Linked DNA regions of Anser cygnoides: regions 1 and 2 are each linked to region 3. Evidence: chromatin contacts called from public Hi-C data. All regions are on one chromosome and are shown on one strand. The core of a region is the stretch at or near the end of the contact, and the rest is flanking DNA. Distances in the headings are between cores, read along the strand shown.

The links. A called contact is a pair of places that touch in the nucleus more often than the background predicts.
Region 1: a Hi-C map of liver shows a contact between it and region 3, with 1.8 times the contacts expected there. The contact joins the promoter of SLC16A1 here to the promoter of CAPZA1 in region 3. A contact is called at or near these places in 2 of 7 Hi-C or Micro-C datasets (both in liver).
Region 2: a Hi-C map of liver shows a contact between it and region 3, with 2.2 times the contacts expected there. The contact joins the promoter of LRIG2 here to the promoter of CAPZA1 in region 3. A contact is called at or near these places in 2 of 7 Hi-C or Micro-C datasets (both in liver).

The regions. Positions count from the first base shown.
Region 1 is chr25:6,453,398-6,456,631 of Taihu_goose_T2T_genome, forward strand. It overlaps SLC16A1 (solute carrier family 16 member 1), which reads right to left and starts at 1,632. Exons shown (of 5, transcript XM_066982889.1): 1 at 1,491-1,632. It overlaps LOC136786927 (a long non-coding RNA gene), which reads left to right and starts at 1,702. Exons shown (of 2, transcript XR_010826543.1): 1 at 1,702-2,502; 2 at 2,593-3,234.
Region 2 is chr25:6,468,998-6,472,392 of Taihu_goose_T2T_genome, forward strand. It overlaps LRIG2 (leucine rich repeats and immunoglobulin like domains 2), which reads left to right and starts at 2,064. Exons shown (of 17, transcript XM_066983123.1): 1 at 2,064-2,327. The coding sequence starts at 2,089.
Region 3 is chr25:6,298,452-6,301,939 of Taihu_goose_T2T_genome, forward strand. CAPZA1 (capping actin protein of muscle Z-line subunit alpha 1) reads left to right here and starts at 1,555. Exons shown (of 10, transcript XM_066983193.1): 1 at 1,555-1,706. The coding sequence starts at 1,668. ST7L (suppression of tumorigenicity 7 like) reads right to left here. Exons shown (of 19, transcript XM_048071024.2): 4 at 2,326-2,595; 5 at 714-796; 6 at 1-65. The coding sequence starts at 2,335.

The DNA.
Region 1 (3,234 bases), core at 382-2,881, 160 kb after region 3:
CACACAGAAAAGCAAGAAAACAGTATCATTGGATTTCAGGTGTCTTGTGATGAAACTAAAAAAGACTTGTTTTTTAGCCCCCTCCCCCTTCGAAAATTAAAGCCCAAGAACACCTCGTGCAGACCGCCCCAGCTCAGGGGGCAGCAGGAGCCTGGCAGAGGGGAGGACAGCACTGAGGCGTTATGCTCTGAGGACTTGCTGTCCCGGGGAGGACAAAGGACACGGCTCTGTCCCCTCTGAGCCTCCCCAAGGGGAGCTACAGCTCTCCTCGTGGCCCCCCTGTTCGTGACTCTCCTCAGGTCGCTCGCAAGCCCCGTGAGCGCCGCTCGCCCCCGCACGCTGTGCCCCCGCCGCGGGCCGTGCCGGGGGCCGGGGCCCGCGCACCCCCAGCAGCTCGGGGCCCCCGGGCCCCGCTCCGACCCCCGAGCACCGCGCTCCTGGAGCTCGCCGGAGGCCTCCAGGCTGCCCACAGCCCCCCCAGGGCCCACCGCCAGTCCCGAACCGCGCTGCGGAGCGACCGAGCACGGCCGGAGCCACCGGGTCGGGGGTGTATCGACGGCCCCGGCTGGGGGGCCGCGAAGCACGGGCGAGGAGCAGCAGCCCAAGGGGCCCGGTCCCCCCCCCCGCCGCCCCGGGCCCAGGCCCCAGGTGCTGCCGGGCCCCGGGTCCCCTTCCCCGCTGTTATCGGCCGCCCGGAGCGGGCTGTAATCGCCTCAGCCCCGGCTCCCCCCCCCTATCTGCCGCTCACAAGGTGCGGGTTCGCCCTCCCCGCTACCGGGAGGCCCGAGGGCTGCGGCGCCCCGGGACGGCTCCGTTCCACGGCCCCGCCGGTCACCGGCCGCTCCCCGAGGCGCCCCTCCCGGTCCCCGTTCACCTCTCGGCGGCTCCCGAGGCGCTCCGTCGGACAGCGCCGCCTGCCCTTGGCCCTTCGCGGGGGCAGGGGGTGAACGCGGGCCCGGGAACCGGAATCCTCTAACGGGAAAGGTCACGGAACGAGGGCTGGGCATCCCCGGCTGCGCGTCGAGCGCCCCGGCCCGGCGCCGACCGGCGGCTGTGGATCCCCGGGCACGCGGTCCGGGGGCCGGCCCTGGAGCTACGGGGAGGGAGCAGCGGCACCGCGCAGACCGTGCCCGCAGGCCACGAGGGGGGGCCCGGGGCCGGCCGCCTCGCATCCCCCGGCGGCACGGGGCGGCAGCTACCGGCCCGGCCCGCAGGAGCTCGGTGCCCGCCGGCTACGCTCGCGTCCCCCTCCCGGCCACGCGCGTCCCCGCCGCAGGTGCGAGCGGCGCCGCCGCAGCGCCCTCCACGAGGTCCCTCCACGAGGTCCCGGCAGCGCCCCGCGCCCCCGCCAGGCCGGGAGCGGCAGCCCCGGGGCACCGGGATCGCGGGGCCGCGCCGCCCGCCCCGAGCCCCCCAACCCGGGGCCCCCCATCCCCGCCCCGTCTCGGTCCGGTCCGGTGCCCCCGCCACGTGGCCCCGCCGGGCCCTACCTGCGCGTGCAGCCGCCAGCCGAGCGCATCCCCCGCCCCCGCCCGTTATAAGGGCGGCGGGGCCGCGCGGCGGGCGGAGCCGCTGGTGGGGCCTGGGCACGGCCCCGCCCCCCCGCCACGTGCGCGCCCCGGCCCCCAGCGCGCGGCCCCCGCCCGAGCCCCCTCCGGCCCCTCCGCCGCCGCCGTGTGCCCCGGCACGTACCGGGCCCCCCCCACTACCGCCCCCCGCCCCGCCCCGCCCCGCCCCACCGCCATCCGCCGGGACGGGCGGGAAACGCGGCGCCGGCGCGGAGCGGGCACATGGAGCGACGCCGGCCGCGGCTGCCCTGAGCCCCGCGGGGACGGGGACCGGGACCGGGACCGGGACCGGGACCGGGACCGGGACCGGGACGGGTGCAGTGGGGGCACCGCCGGGCCGCCCGCTGCGGCATCCCCCGGGGCTTCTCCGTTTGGTTCCCGGGGGGCTCCGCTCGGGCGGGGGGCGCGGCGGCGCAGCCCCTCCAGCCCTGCCGCCGGGGGACCCGGTGGTGCCGCCGGCCGAGCCGCGGGCAGCGCTGCCAAGAAGGCGGCGAGGAGCTGCCAGCGGGAAACGACCCGGGGGTGTCGGCGGGGACGGGCGAGCAGCGGGCCCCGCAGCAGGGAGCCTGCCCCGGGCCGGCCCCGCGCAGGCCGCGACCCCCGGCGCTGCCCCGGAGCCCGGTGGCGGCAGCCGGGAGAGGCCCCGCTGGGGCCCGGCGGCGCGGGGCCGTGCTCGGAGCCCTGGGCCGGGAGCTGGGACGTGCTGCCGGGTGCCCCGCTCGCCCCTCGCAGATTCTGGGGCTGTGCCCGTCGGTTCCGCAGGTAATGGCCCGGGCCCGGCCGGCTCACTGACGGAGCGCGGAAGGGGCTGGAAGGTGCTGGAAGCTGCCCACGCGCAGAGCCCCTCGCTGTCCGGATGCAAAATGGTGGCAGCGACGCATCGAGCACCGCGCTCCCCGTGCGTAACAAATCCTGCACGAGGGGGCTGTTACCTGTGAGTGCTTTTCTGGAGCTGCTGGCTCCTGCGGCCTAACGAAGTTAATTGTCTTCTGGGTCGCCTGTCTAATGCTCTAATTTGTTTTAGAGCAGAAAAGTGTGGTGTAGTTCACCTCGGAGCCATGAGAGGCAAAAAGGCAGTGACACTCAGCAGATGGGAGCTGGGGCAGCCGCAGGGGAGGTGCAATCCCTTTCATATCAAAGGCAACCACGGTTCCTCTTCACCACAGCAAGCGTGTGCATGGGTGTGCTCTGTGTCAAGGCACTTAATGGGCCAGGTGCACTCGATAAAAGAACACCAGGCACTGCAGCAAACTCACTCACCCACTTCTGAAGCAAGACGACGTGAACCAAGGAGTGGGCGGGTGGAAGGTTTTCTTGGTGCATCTACCGTGCAACTTAGTAAACAGGGGTAGGTCCGCACTCCGTTTTGCTTAGACAACAAGACAAATAATAATTAAAAAGGGCGATTTGGGATCAAACTCGAAGTGCCACTTAGCTTTGTCATCCTGTAACACCTTAACTAGGAGCCAGTGCTCTGCGCCGCCTGGAAGAAGCGTGGCAGGCGGCGCGGGGACGCAGTGCCGTCGTGACGGGGGAGGCCGCGCCATGTCCTGGGCACTGCTGGACAGTGCCCCCCGGGCACGGCTGCGTGCTGGGGGAGTGCAGAAAACAAGGGGCCAGGCACAGCGGAGCTCAGGGGCAGGGGACTGCCGGAGCTGCACGGGCT
Region 2 (3,395 bases), core at 814-3,313, 170 kb after region 3:
TACTGTGAACGACTCGAGAGATGAGGCAAACGCAGACACCAGAAAGCGCTTTAATGTCTGCCTCTGCCATGCAAGGAAGTTGAGCTAAGATCTGCAAATCAAAGGGGTCCATTGCAGACATAGGTAGAAAACGTGGAAGGCAGGCAGCAGACGCTGCACGCAGCGCTACTCATGTCAGCAGGGGCAACCAGTGGCTGCTGCCGCTCCGTGCAGAGCACTGGCAGAGCTGCAGCCCTGGGGCACAGCGGGCTGGGGAAGGTGGCTGAGCAGAGAGCACAGAGGGTGCGGCCCAGGCCAGGAACAGCAAACGGCAATGCGTTCATGCAGAACTGCAGTTCTGCTTCTCCCTGCTCCATTGTGGCAGCGGCTGATGGGGTGCCAGTGCCCGGCTCCCGCAGCACACTCTGCAGGACCAGGGGTTGTCTCCGTGCGTGCTCTGAGCCGGACCTGTGAGCCCTGGCCAGGCACACGGCCTCTGTCCTCTGGACTTTGCCACCCCTCTTCGAGGGGCTGTTTGCGGGCAGGGTGCCTGCGGGACATCGGGAGCCCCCGGTGCAGGCATGGAGCGTGCTGCTGCATCCCGGCGGCGCTCAGAGGGGCCCTGGTGCTGCCAGCCCGCAGCGCTCTCCCCTTTCTGCAGGCCAACCTGACTGCCCCCAGCCGTGCGGGCCACGGGCACACGGAGCTGTGGCTGCCCACCAGCATCTCGTGCCTTGGGGCCGGGCTGGGGCTGCCACCCTGGGGAGAGGCTGGAGGAGAAGGGGCCGCCCCGCCGAGCCCCCAGCCTGTGGCCCGGCCTCGCTCCTTGGCCAGCGCCATGCCGTCAGGAGGGCGGGTCTGTGCGTGAGGGAGCCCCCGCCGCAGTGCCAGGCCTCCCCATGGCTTCTCAGGCCAGGCCCTACAAGCCACTTGCATCTTTTTCAAATTTTCACAAAGTCTGGCCTGAACACACCATCGCCTGAGGATCCCGTGGATTCGCTGTCACCGCTCGCCGTGCGCGTGGCGGCACACGGGGGGACACCCCGCCGTCCCTCTCGCACCCCGCAGGGGACCCTGCTGCATCCCCCCCGCGCCCACCCCAGGAAGGCCAGTACTGCCCCCTCCCTCCTCGTCTTCCCTCCAGCAGCGGGGGGCTCGGCACCTCCTTAACCCCCGTTTCCTCTCCCAGCTCCCCTTGACGCTGAGAACGACGGGGCTGAGGGCGGCAGGGCGACATCCTGCGCCCCCAACCTCCGGCCCGCTCCCCTCCCGGGCACGGCCGGGGTACCCGGGGACCGGAGGGGCACCGGGGCGAAGCCGCAGCGCTGCATTTCGGGCCCCCCCCGGTACGGGCCCCCCCCGGCCCAGAGCTCCGCGCTGCGCAGCGCCCCAGGCCCGGCCCGGGCTCCTCCGCCGGGGCTCGCGTGCCATCCAGCGGCCAAGGCCCGGCCCGGCGCAGGCTGAGCCCTCCCGGCAGGGCGGCCGGGGACAGGGAGAGCCGCGCCCGGCCGCAGCCACGGCGGCGCCGGGGGTTCGGGGGGCCCGCCGGGGCGCTGGGAGAGCCGGAGGGAGCCCGGCGGGAGGGCAGGGCCCCCGGACACAGCGGGCGTGGGGAGCGGCCCGGCAGTGAGGGACGGCCCCCATTAACGTGCCGATGGGGGCCGCCACGGCGCCGCGCTCAGAAAGGCGAACGGCGGGGAGCCGCGGTCGGGGAGACTGCGGGGGCTGCGTCTGCGCGGGGGCTGCGAGCGGGGCTCCTCACGGGGCACCCCGGGAGCCGGCGGCACCGCCAGCACCGCCGGGAACCGGGCACGCCGGCACCAAGCACCACGGGGACCCGGCAGCCACGGGCAGCCCGCCCACCGCCCCCCCAGCGGCCTCTGCCACGGCCCCGCCCCCGGCCCCGCCACGGCCCCGCCCCCGCCCGGTCCCCGCGGCGGCGGCTGCGCCTTGCGCCGCTCGGCGGCGGCCAGGGGGCGGGGCGTCCGTCGGCCCCGCCCCCTCCGTTGGCCCCGCCCCCACACGCCGGCCCCGCCCCCGGCGCGCTGCGCGGTGACGCGGGGGGCGGGCGGGGCGGGCGGAGCGGTGCGGGCCGCGCCGTGCCGGGGGATGCGGGGCGCGGGGCCGGGCGCGGGGCCCCCCCGCGGGGCGCTGCCGCGGGCCGTGCCCCTGCTGCTGCTGCTGGCGGCGGCGGCGGCGACGGCGCTGGGGGCGCTGGGGGCCGCCGCCGAGCCCTGCGCCGCGCCCTGCTCCTGCCGCCGCGGCCTGCTGGACTGCAGCCGGCACCGCCTGCCCGGCGGGCCCGGCCCGCGCAGGATCCCGCCGCTGCCCGCCGGCACCACGGCGCTGTGAGTCGGGGGCCGCGGGGCGGGGCGGGACCGGCCGGGGCCCGGCGGCGAGGCGAGGCCGGGCCGGGCCTAACGGGCCTGCGGCCGCCTCCCGGGGCGGCGGGCGGGCGGGGCGGGAGCGGCCCCGGGGCACGGCTCTGCCCGCGGCGGAGCGGCGGGGGGCGGGAGCGGGGCTCGGGGTGCCCCCGGGCCCGTCGCAGGCCTCGGCCCCTCCCGGCCCCTGCCGGCGGCGCCTCGAGCCGCGCCTTGCAGCGCCCGGCCCCGAGCTCCGCCGCTGCCGGGCGGCCTGGGCCTCGCCTCCCTCGGGGAGAGCCTGCGGGCTGCCCTGGGCTCTGCGGCCGCTGCTGCTTCGGGAAGGGAAACAGCAGCCCGAGGCGGGTGGCAGCCCTCGCTCAGCGCCAGGGGTGACCGGCGCCGCGCTGAGCGGTGTCCCCCAGGGCCGGCGCAGGGTGCCCCCGGCCGTTACTCAGCACTCGCCGCCGGTTTGTGCCCCGGGGGTGTTCAGATCCCCCTCTGCTCACAGGAGTCCCCAGCCCCTCTTGGAGCCAGCGTGATTCCCAGTCCGTAGCTGTCCTGCAGCAGGCTGGAAGGACGGTGCTCCAGGGCAACGTAAAGAACTGGCCTGGTAGATCCCAGGAGCGTAGAAGGCAGTGTTTGGGTACCTGCAGGACTCCCTTTTGGCAGGACTTAAGAGTCTGGTTTATAATAAAAGCTGGGCACGCATAAGGGAGTTTGTCACTTTATTGCCACTTTCTGGTTTTGTAGTTCTCTTCTTTCCCCATACGATAAACAATCAGAAACGTTGAGGAGGAAACGTATAGCTCAGCACAGAAATGCAGTTAATTTGTCATTTAAAATATTTCACGTTAGAAAGGTACGAGGATATCTTAACGTAGCACTTGTCAGGGCCTGGACAGGTAGGCTGGAAGTTCATCAGGTGGCTAACAGGCAAACCGATAACTGTTGTATTTGAGAGCGAGTTTCCAAGCTTCGGAGCGCTCGTATCTTTCTCCAAGCCAATAGAGGGTGCGTTTCGAATGGCTTGGCGCAAACTGCAATGGGAAGAAG
Region 3 (3,488 bases), core at 305-2,804:
TGACTCACAGATACCTGCTCGATGAAAGATGTGCCATATTTTCGGAAATGCCACCACTCAAATACCTGTTATGGGAGAAAAAAGCATCAGAAATTTCTTTAGGCAACACCCTTCCAACATAAACATCAGAGATGAAAAGTAAATTGCACAGAGGAAGGACATCCCCTTGCAAATTATTACAGGCAGGACCTATCTACATACAAATTAATACTAATTATCTGTTTCGGGCCTGTCTTGTCATGTGGAATTACCCCCGTAACATAGAAGAGATTGGAAAAAAAGTAAATTTTAGTCTAATCACGTTACTCTCCCCCCACGTTGTTAGGATAACTTCTAAGCCCTTTCAGAAAGTGCCTCGATCTTATACACTAAAGTGTGCTGTACAGGGAAATCGCACATGCAGGCACAACATGGATATAGCTTTTTCACTTTACAAAATTAATCCCAAATAATAAAGCACAAAATGGACAGTTAAAACAAGCCTGAGTTCCTTAAAACAAATTCAAGTTATTTTCCCCAGATTCACCTAAATGTACAAGACACATAGGAAAAGAGTACTGATTATACATCGGAAAAGATACTCGGTAACAAGCTCCTTCGTAGTACAAAGGCACCCTCTAGAGTCTGATAAAAGTCTGTTGCATTTACCCTTAATGAAAGAATCTTAGAGGTGCTAAATTTGTTAAAGGAGAGGAGAACAGTGGACTACTTACAAATATCAGGCCAGATATGAAAGATGAGGTCACTGTAAGGGCAAAGTAGAATTTTGGAGTCAAAGTGCTTAAGAACACAGTCACTGTTAAGAAACACAAAAAAACAAAGACTTAATGAGCAGAACTGAAACACACAGAGAGCTTTTTATTAAACACTGCGTGAAACACTACGCGGACATAACACACAGCACAGCCCGCGTAACTTCACAGGTTACGTCACTTTATCAGAAAACCCCTTCAGTCTGCTACTGTCCTTCCGTAACTGTGACAGCCGACTGGGTTCCACGTGACCCCCTCCCCCCCCCCCCAAAAAAAATCGGTGTAAATTCTTAACGAGGCCGGGCAGGGCCCCCCCCGGGCAGGGCCCCCCCGCCTCTCACCGGCGGCCAGCCCGTCCCGGAGCCGCAGCGGCACCCGCAGCACGGCGTAACACAGCCCGAGCCCGGCGGCCACGGCCAGGAGCCCGCGGGCCCAGGGCGCCGCCGCCGCCGCCCGCCGCCGCAGCTGCTCCCAGCGCCGCAGCGCCGCGGCCGCCCCGGGGCACGACGGCCCCCGCCCGCTGCCTGTCCCGCTCCCGCTCCCGGTCCCGGTCCCGCTGCCGTCCGCCATGGCCGCCGCCGGGGGACGCCGGGAGAGGGACGGGGCGGGGCGGGGTCCGCCCTCGGGGCTCGGCGGTCACCAGCCGGGACCCCCCGCGCCTCGCGGCCCCGCTCCGGCGGCGGGCGGAGACCGCGGGCGGAGACCCCGCGCCCCGCCAGCCCCGGGCCGGCCCTCACCGCCTTCCCCCCCCCCCCCGCGCCCCCCCCACAAGGCCCGTCCCGCCCGCCCCTAAGATGGCCGCCCCGCGACGTCTGCCCGCAGCCAAGATGGCGCCGGCCGCGCTTCCTGCCCGGCGCCCAGCCTCAGCGCCCGGCATGCTCCGCGCGGCGCCGGGCCGGGCCCAGAGGTGCCGAGATGGCGGACCTGGAGGAGCGGGTGTCGGACGACGAGAAGGTGGGGGGGCTGCGCCGGGCCGGGCCGGGCCGGGCCGCAACGGGACCGGGGGAAGGCCGGGGGGCGCCGCAGCGGGGCGGGGGCCGCAGCCCTGGTGCCGCCGTGACAGGGCGGCGCAGGCCGCCCGCCCCCGAGCGCGGCGCCCTCACGGCGGGGCTGCGCCGCTCAAGGGGGTCCCGAGCGGGGCGTGTGTAAGGGGGGGGGGGGAACGGGTCGTGCCTCCCGCTCCTGGCGGCGCACGGGCAGTCCCGAGCTGCCACAAAGAACGGGGCAGCCTCCTCCGAAGCGGGGAGCACCGACAGGCGGTAGCTGAAGGCAGAGCTGCCGCCTTCCCTTCCCTGCGCCGTGCAGATGGGCTCGTTTCGTTTCTTAAAATCCTGCGGGGCGTCGAGGCTTGGGGATCTTCAAAGATCTGGGAGTTTGGAGCCGGCTTTAATTTCTCTCTTAAACTGCTGCTTTCAGTTTCATTATGGCGACATTCGTTGTGACAGAGAACCTCAGAGGTCCCCTTTGCCCGTTAACGTTTTAGACCATTGTTTGAAATAAGTATTCCAGAGCAGAACGTGTAGTCATCAGTACACTATTGAAATCTATCCGATATAGTGTAAAATTCTTTAACCTGTTGGCATTTGGCTGAAATTTCATTTGAACTGCTGCAATGGAAACCATCGCTTCATTGCGCCTTCTTTCAAAGCACTTTCAGGGAAGACGCATCCTGCAGGAGGCCCTTTAGGACTACGTGTGTCCAGATATTTTATTTGTCAAACTAGCTGGGATTTCACTTGAAATTGGGCCCTGTGTTCTGCTTCATGTCCTGGCTCAGGCAACCTGGCATCAATTTAAAGTAGCTCCATGCCTGGCACAGGTAGAAAGCGAGGTTGTGAGGATTCTGAAAAAGAAACATGCAGTAAAGATTCATTATAGTATCCATTTTATAACCACTCAGGAAACAACAAAGAAAATCAAACAAAAGAGCAATAAAGTTAATTCCTCCCCTCACACCTCTCACCCCTATAAACCTCACTGCTTTATTCTCTGTAGGTGCATTTTAGGAAAGCTAGGGGTTCATTAGTTTAAACCTTACTGCGGTGTGTCCTGTTGTCTGTTTTCTGCTGCCATTTTACCAGTTTAAACTAGTAGTTGAGCAGCTTCCCTGTCAGCTACTTTCCCCATTTTAGAAAAAGGAAGTTAGTTTTGCTAGCTTACTGCAGAGCTACCTGAAATGGTAATGATGGCCAGGAAGTAGGTCAGTTTACAGAAAGTCTTTTTGTGCTTCTGCAAACGAACATCCTGTCGCTGTGCTGACACCGCTTTGAAACAAATCAACTCTAAAAATGACAAGTAACAGCAACTCAAATGCTTGACATTTAGGATTAAGTACTTCACAGTCTGCTTCCTGCACTCCAGTCCTGATTTCAGTAGTTTGATTTAAGTACTTTATATTTTATTGCTTCACAGGAGAGTCGGTGCACAGGATGCTCTAAAAGAGTGAACAGTTTTCACGTGCAGTGGTTGCTGTTTGTTCATGGCTGGTTCTGTGAGGACATTTGATCGAAAGGCAGAGCCCCCTTTGTGTTCTGCTCATCCTTTGAGGTGGAAGGCTAAAACTCCTGCAATATTTTTTTGTTCTCATGCTCCCTTCCCCAAGGATATGTCTATCAGAAACTATCAACCTAAAAGTCAACCTGTTAAAGCCCCTGTCCCTTTTATGAAGGTTCCACGTACAGCACAATTCTGCAGCCACATCATTGTTGCTTTAGTGCATAGTGTCATTTTTTATGG